Linked DNA regions of Hordeum vulgare: region 2 is linked to region 1. A link is a contact called in public Hi-C data. All regions are on one chromosome and are shown on one strand. The core of a region is the stretch at or near the end of the contact, and the rest is flanking DNA. Distances in the headings are between cores, read along the strand shown.

Region 1 (3,457 bases), core at 645-3,144:
AAGTCGTGTCCTTCAATAGAAAAACACAAACACATGAGAGTTTCTTCAGAAATACGTAGAGCACAAGTGTTCTCGCGTGGCATCACACCGCATACGTGGAGCCTCATCTTATCACAGCCCTGCCATCCAATCCACCACCACCAGCGGTGTACAAGATTGCAGGTTCCAGTCTCTGTTTCCTTAGTGACTACGTGTCCTACAACGCCTTCGCATACCCGCATCGCATGATCCTCTCATCTTCTTATCCACAGCAAACACCAGCCCCGGACGAAACTGCTTGCGCGTGCCCGGTCAAATCTCCCGAAGGCTCGCCGTTCGTCTACAATTTTGCTCTTTCATTCATGGAGCCTCCAGATTCTATGCCCAGTGGACAGTGACTGAAATCGGACTCATCGCTGTCCGGGTCGTTGTTTCATGACCGAACGTGATGCTTTTGACGAACAGCAGCCAGCACTATGTTTCATTCATTAGTAATAAGACCGGCAGAGCCGGGAAGTTACAATGAGAAATAGGATAAGATGAAGAAGCCACTACTAAATGTGATGTGACGATGACTTTTACAGCATGGTGCTCAATGAAATTCACTCTTTTATTGCGGTGGAAGTGATGTGACGATGACTTTTACAGCATGGTGCTCAATGAAATTCACTCTTTTATTGCGGTGGAAGTGAGACAGTTTATGCAAATTTGATGGGTTCTGAAACAGGCGATAGAGCAACTTCAACGGGGTGACTCATTTTGTTCCCGTTCGTTTGTTTGGGTCCGCGCATATATAAAAGACGGCCCAATGCGTTGATTCAAATGGACGCGTTTCCGCTTTTCGTCCGTCCGCCAATCCATTTTCGGTCTAATTTTGAGCCTGATTTGGATCGATGTGGATACAAAACGGACGCGGACGACGCACGCTTCTATCATTCCCTGGCCCGTCAGGCACATTGGTCGTTCTCCACCCCCATCTAGCCCTCGCCTCGTTTCGCCCCCAGTTCCTTCGCTGTCGTTGCCGACGCCGCCCAGTTCCGGCTGCGTCCTCCCATACCGCGGCCTACCCACACCGCCGGCTGCAGTGTCGCCGGGGCACCGCAGCTTCCCCGACCCCAACACGCCGTCGCGGGTCAGCTTCGTCGTCCACGTCCGCAAGTTGTTCGACAGTTTGCCTTAAGGTACAAAATGGACTGCGTCGAGGAGTTTTTTTTTCATAATGTTCTGTGCGACTCCGATGATTCCTCATTCAACGATCAGGAGATGCTGCTTGTCTTGTTGGCCATGATCATATTAATAGGCAACAGACGTTGTTTCGGGGCTCGATTCCAGGGCATGTTCCGGCGATGAATTGCAAGATGATTTGGTTGAGCATATGTGAGATCATGCTGGCAATTTCATTTTTATTGGGCTTGAAAAACTTTGCTATATTTTATTTTTAATTGTGAAACTATGCTATATCATTTGTTGTTGTAAAATATGCAAAATATCTGTATTTGTTCAAAAACCGATGGCTAGCCGGCCAGACGAACAAATATGAGTCAAAGTGTTGGACGCGCTGCCGATCCAAATTATAACCCAAACAGACACGAAGCCGACGCACGAACCAAACGGACGAAAAACAGACAAAATCATTGTTCGTTTGGATCGGCCGGTTTGGTTGCTTAAAAAAAGTACGATTTCGATTAAGGCATTGTTCGGTTGTTTGAGAATTGAAGGGGTTTGGAGGGGGTTGGGAGGGATTAAATCCCCTATAAGTCAAATTTTATTTCAATCCCTTCAATCTTCTTCAATCCCCTTTTTATTGAGATTAACCGAACAAGCCCTAAGCGGGTGAAACCCGCGAACCCGGTCCGACAAGCAGGACACCATCGGCAACAAGGCAATGCGAGGATTGGAAGGGCAGCGAGCAAGGAGGACGTGGATGGAGAAAAGAAAAGAGCACCAACCAACCAAAACGACGCAACGCAAACGCAACCGGGACTGAGTGAGGCGACGAAGCTTCTGGGCCACGCCGCCACAAAAGGCAAGGGAAAGCCTCGATGCCTCCCCTCCTCACCTCACCCGCCTCCCTCTCCTCCTCCCCGCTCCGCCTCGCCTCCCGCCTCGGCGGCGCCGCCCTCCGCCCCGCCTCCTCCTCCTCCCGCCACCGCCGCTTCCTCGCCCCCACCCAAACCGCGGCGCGGGGCGCCACCACCACCGGCGGCGGCGGGTTCGCGGCGATGAGCTGGCTGGGGAAGCTGGGGCTGGGGGGCGGGGGAAGCCCGCGCGCGTCGGAGGCGTCGGCGGCGCTGGCGCAGGGGCCCGACGAGGACAAGCCGGCGCCCGGGAACGAGTTCGCCCAGTTCGGGGCCGGCTGCTTCTGGGGCGTGGAGCTGGTGTTCCAGCGCGTGCCTGGGGTCACCCGCACCGAGGTCGGATACAGCCAGGGCGCCTTCCACGACCCCACCTACGAGGACGTCTGCACCGGCGCCACCGGCCACAACGAGGTCGTCCGCGTCCAGTACGACCCCGCCGCCTGCAAGTTCGACGACCTCCTCGACACCTTCTGGGCGCGCCACGACCCTACCACGCCCAATCGTCAGGTCCGTTGCGACTCCGCCGCACAGCCCTGATTGCTCATCCCCTCAATTTCGCTGTTGATTCCTTTTCTGTGGTTCAGGAGTTGGGGGGAATTTCTGCACATTAGAAATTTGTTGCTACTCAGAAAATATGTTTGAGATTTTTTTTTGGAAATTGCTTAGTTAATTCTCTAGACAGAAACAATTTATTTCGAAATTGACAAACAGAAAACGGACAAAAAAAATTAATAATCGTCGCCTGAGAGATTCGAACTCTCGCGGGGAAACCCCATGTACTTAGCAGGCACACGCCTTAACCACTCGGCCAAAGCGACGCTTGTGTTCTTCCTGTCATCAGTTCTACACAGCCAGATGTAAGCTAAACACATGCACTGTACACTCATTATCGGACTTTTTTTATAATAACGGATTTAGGCAACCTTAATACAGAGTTGTTAGTGCACTTGTGTTACAAACCGATGTGTACAGCCTGCGATTGTGTGTATAGTAGAGGTCTGCAAACTTGTTGCCCACCCTTTACATTTTGAGCTGAATAGGCATAAAACCAGCCACCGGCATTGTTCCTAACACTCTTCAGTGGTTAGTACCACAGTGACAGTGGTATTGTCATTTGCGCAGTTTTGCGTTAAGCTAATCAGTGTTATGAGAGTGGTGGTAATCTTGGCCGTAAGGCTCAGCTGCAGAATCCATTTGGTATGAAGACACCATGACTGATCAGTCATTATACCTGTTGGTGCCCTTTGTTAAGTGGAGTATATTTTAAACTAGCCCGTAGCCTTTTGAACTATAGTACAGAAGCTTTTCAACCTCTGATTTGAACTTACTTGAAGCTCATTTGATTGCAAGCAACGGAACTTGCTTCTGCACATTTGTAGCCCATTTCTCAAGGATTTTCA
Region 2 (3,457 bases), core at 548-3,047, 420 kb before region 1:
GTTTATAGAAAACAAATACTGAGAACACAGGAGTTCGGCCAAATAATTTACCTTTGCTGCTTCAGACTGTGCACTCACCCTTGAGCACCTTGCAAGGTCGAGCAGAAGTGGAATGCCTCCATCCCGCATTACCGCCTCCGACCTTGCAGCATCCACATTCGCAGTTTCATCATCAATAACCACAAATATAGCAATTGTTGTAGCTGCACGCTCCTGCACAGACTCCTGTGAGCTCTTCACCAGGCTCAGCAGCATTGATGTGCCCTGCTGCAACCAGAAGTCATCCATGCCATATGGATTGCACTCTGAAATCCGTAGAAGCGAGTGTGATAGGATCCACTCCAGCCAGTTCATCATGACACCAAGTATTTTCCTTTTGTTCCTCCAATTACACTCATTGAACACACCGTGCTCCTCCACAGCCTTGCCAGGAAACAGTGAAGCGAGTGATTTAAAAATGGGGCATGTAATGGTAAGCACAAGCTTGCCCTTGGAGTTGCTAAATGCAGTGGGACTGTGTGCTTGTTCCTCTTCGACGAATTTGCAGTTAAGGGCGCATATAAGCTCGAGGGTTTTGGAGTGGGAGATTAGACGAGCAACGGCATTTGGAGAGGCATCGGTGCGGGAGACGTCAACGGCGACTAGCAAGGGAAGTTGGGCCCATGAGGCGGATGCTGTAGCCCATTTCACGCTGTAGCATCCAGCTACAGAGAGGAATCGAAGGGAGTGGATGTCACCAAGGGCAGCCTCGTCTACGGTGCCGCAGTCGAGGAACGCAACGTCCTCAAGGAGGGGGCAGTAGCGCGCCAGCGCTCCAATGGCATCAGAGTCAGCTTCACGGAGACCTGAGAGGTGGAGGCGACGGAGGCGCGAACAGCAAAGAGCGACATGGCGGAGGGCGTCGCTGGAGATGCGCTCAAGGGGGTCCGGACCGATCTGGAGGCTCTCCAGCGCCTCGTGTCGAGCGGCGAGGACTGCAAGAGTGGCGTCAGTGAGTCCCCGGCAGCCTTCGGCCACCACCTCCCGGAGGTCGCGGGCGCGGAGGGCGGAGGCCACCGCCGCGGCCGCCTCATGGCCCCTCAGCCGCAGCCGCTGCAGGCCCCCGCACCGCGAGGCCAGCGACGAGGCGACCTCGGCGTCGCAACGGTGCGCGCGTAGGTCGAGCGTGCTCCACAGGCACGGCGACGACCCGAGCCCCCTCCACGTCTGGCAGGTCGCCCCCAGGCTGGCGCGGTCGCGGTAGCTCAGCCGGCCAAACAGCTGCAGCACCGTGTCATCCGGAAGCAGCGTCCAGTCGACGGCCTCGCCGGCCACCGCCTCCCCGCCCCCATCCCCATCCCCCGCCGCCACCCAGTCCCGCGGCGGCGATGAGCCCGCCTCCACCGCCCGCCCCTCCTCCACGACCTCCTTCCCCTTCCCCTTGTCCCTGCACGTGCGCCGCCTCACCCGCCTGGTCGTCATCTCGCACCCGCCGGAACCCTAGCTCCCGCCCGCCTCACCCGCACGCCCGGCACCCCGAATCCGGCCCCGAATCAGCAATCGGCCAGCCTCCCGGCGCGAGATCGAGCTTCGGCGCGCGTACTATCAGGGCCAATCGGACCAGCTCAGGGATCCCGAGTTGGAGTAACAGGTCCGTTCGGCGGGCGGAGCAGCGGGAGGGGGGAGCTGGCGGCAGCTCCGATTCGCGACCGGATCGTCGTCGGGGAGGTGGGTGGATCCAAAGTCGGCTCGGCTCGGCTCGGACGGGGTGGTTCCCTCCCCTTTCCTCCCTCCTCCCCCCGCCCGCCTCTGTATGTAGTATGTCTCCTGCCGTGCGGTGACAGGGAAGGAAAAAGGGGAGTGGAGGAGGATGCCTGGGCCGTATATATACCGTATGTGGATACGCGCGTGCGTAGCCGCGTACGCGTATTCTTGGGCCTCCGGATACGCATACCTGTTCGGATAAAAAGAAACGTTCGAGTAGATATGCACACCGGTTCGAAAAAGGAAAAGAAAAGGAATACCCGCCACCTGGCCACACGAGGCCGCGCCATCACCACGCCATGGTGGAGCAGACAGCACTCGCACGGCCAAGGGCTACTACTCCCTGTAAATTTGAAATTAATAAACTGCTGTACAAAAACATCATATATTTGTATATGGAAGACTAGAGGTATACCCATTATATTTTCCTAGTCTCTCTTCGCCTACAGCTGCATGTAATTAATTAGTTTCCGTTTTATTTAAAACCCAATCATCTCAGCATGCAACAATTCATGCTTAATAATAGCCCAAAAATGCTACACCTACGAACTGTTTACGAAGAGCTACGTAAACCTTCCATCCATAACCAATCGCCCCCTCCTCCTTGATTTTCACTGGGTGGGGGCAATAATGCTACGTCTACGGACGAATTCCTACGGGCGGAGGCCACGGACTGATGTGGCGCAATGCTGTGAAAATAGAATGTGTGTTTTCCGAAGGTTTTGTTGACCCTAGCCAACTGCACGAGCCCACGTTCATGTCCGTAACATCAGTCCGTAAAATCTTTCCGTAGGTGTAGCATTATTCGGGTGGGGGGCCTTCCTTTTTTTTCAATCGAACGTTTCCACCTAAGCCTGTTGGTAAGATGACTGTGATTGCATGTAATTCATTAGCCTAGTCCACGACAACCATCCCTCGTCCAAACCTCAACTAAATCAATTGCCTTAGCCTTGTCTAGCCACACTCAAATCATGTCAAATCTTATCAAAATATAGAATATGGGATGTGAGGTATATGTTGGGACACGATCGTTGTTGAACCATCGAATGTGTATGTCTCAGTTGTAACACGTGGGCAACTAGCTAGCGCCTTCAAAATGACACATATCACACTTGACATAATTGTTCATGACGTGACCGTGTCACTCCATGATCGATTTTATGGGAATCCCACCCCCCCCCCTCTTTTGTCGCACCGTCGATGGCCATGGTGAGGCATCTCTCTCTCTCTCATTCTCTCTCTCTCTTGTGGATGGCGGTCCAGCTCTACACACTTTCATGGATGTGCTTTGGTTTGTGCGAGTGGCATAGCCCCACTCGCATTGCACCCTCGAAATTTAGGTGGGCGTGGATAGATCTGACTCATTGGCGGCGTGACGAGTTTTGTAGCGGCTCTCGTGTGAAGCTTGTGCATTTGCAACATTGGAGGTTTGCATGGCAAAGGGATGTAAAGATAGTGTTGGGATGTGTGTGGTTGTGGGTTATGTTGCTTTGTGCGGCTCTTGTGGACCATAAGTGTGGTGGCGCTCATGGGCATTGTTTTCCTTGTTTGGAGGCGTCATTGAGAAGATTTACGACCTATTCCACACATAACCATATGTTTGGTCTTCATGTGAAAACCTAGGATCTAGCTTTGTCGGATATAACGTTGATGTCGTGTCTTACTCGCTATCTCATTGGAGGGTTGTCTTCGAAGACTTCCATCCCTTTTTAAC

What was found. A called contact is a pair of places that touch in the nucleus more often than the background predicts.
Region 2: a Hi-C map of leaf shows a contact between it and region 1, with 4 times the contacts expected there. The contact joins the promoter of LOC123439256 here to the promoter of LOC123439234 in region 1. A contact is called at or near these places in 3 of 6 Hi-C or Micro-C datasets (leaf and seedling) and 1 of 1 datasets of contacts at active chromatin or transcription factors (embryo).

Annotation. Positions count from the first base shown.
Region 1 is chr1H:383,483,099-383,486,555 of MorexV3_pseudomolecules_assembly, reverse strand. LOC123439234 (peptide methionine sulfoxide reductase A4, chloroplastic-like) reads left to right here and starts at 1,894. Exons shown (of 2, transcript XM_045115975.1): 1 at 1,894-2,564. The coding sequence starts at 2,022. It overlaps TRNAS-GCU (a tRNA gene), which reads right to left and starts at 2,875; the gene lies at 2,794-2,875.
Region 2 is chr1H:383,902,931-383,906,387 of MorexV3_pseudomolecules_assembly, reverse strand. LOC123439256 (protein ARABIDILLO 1-like) reads right to left here and starts at 1,797. Exons shown (of 13, transcript XM_045116003.1): 1 at 52-1,797. The coding sequence starts at 1,461.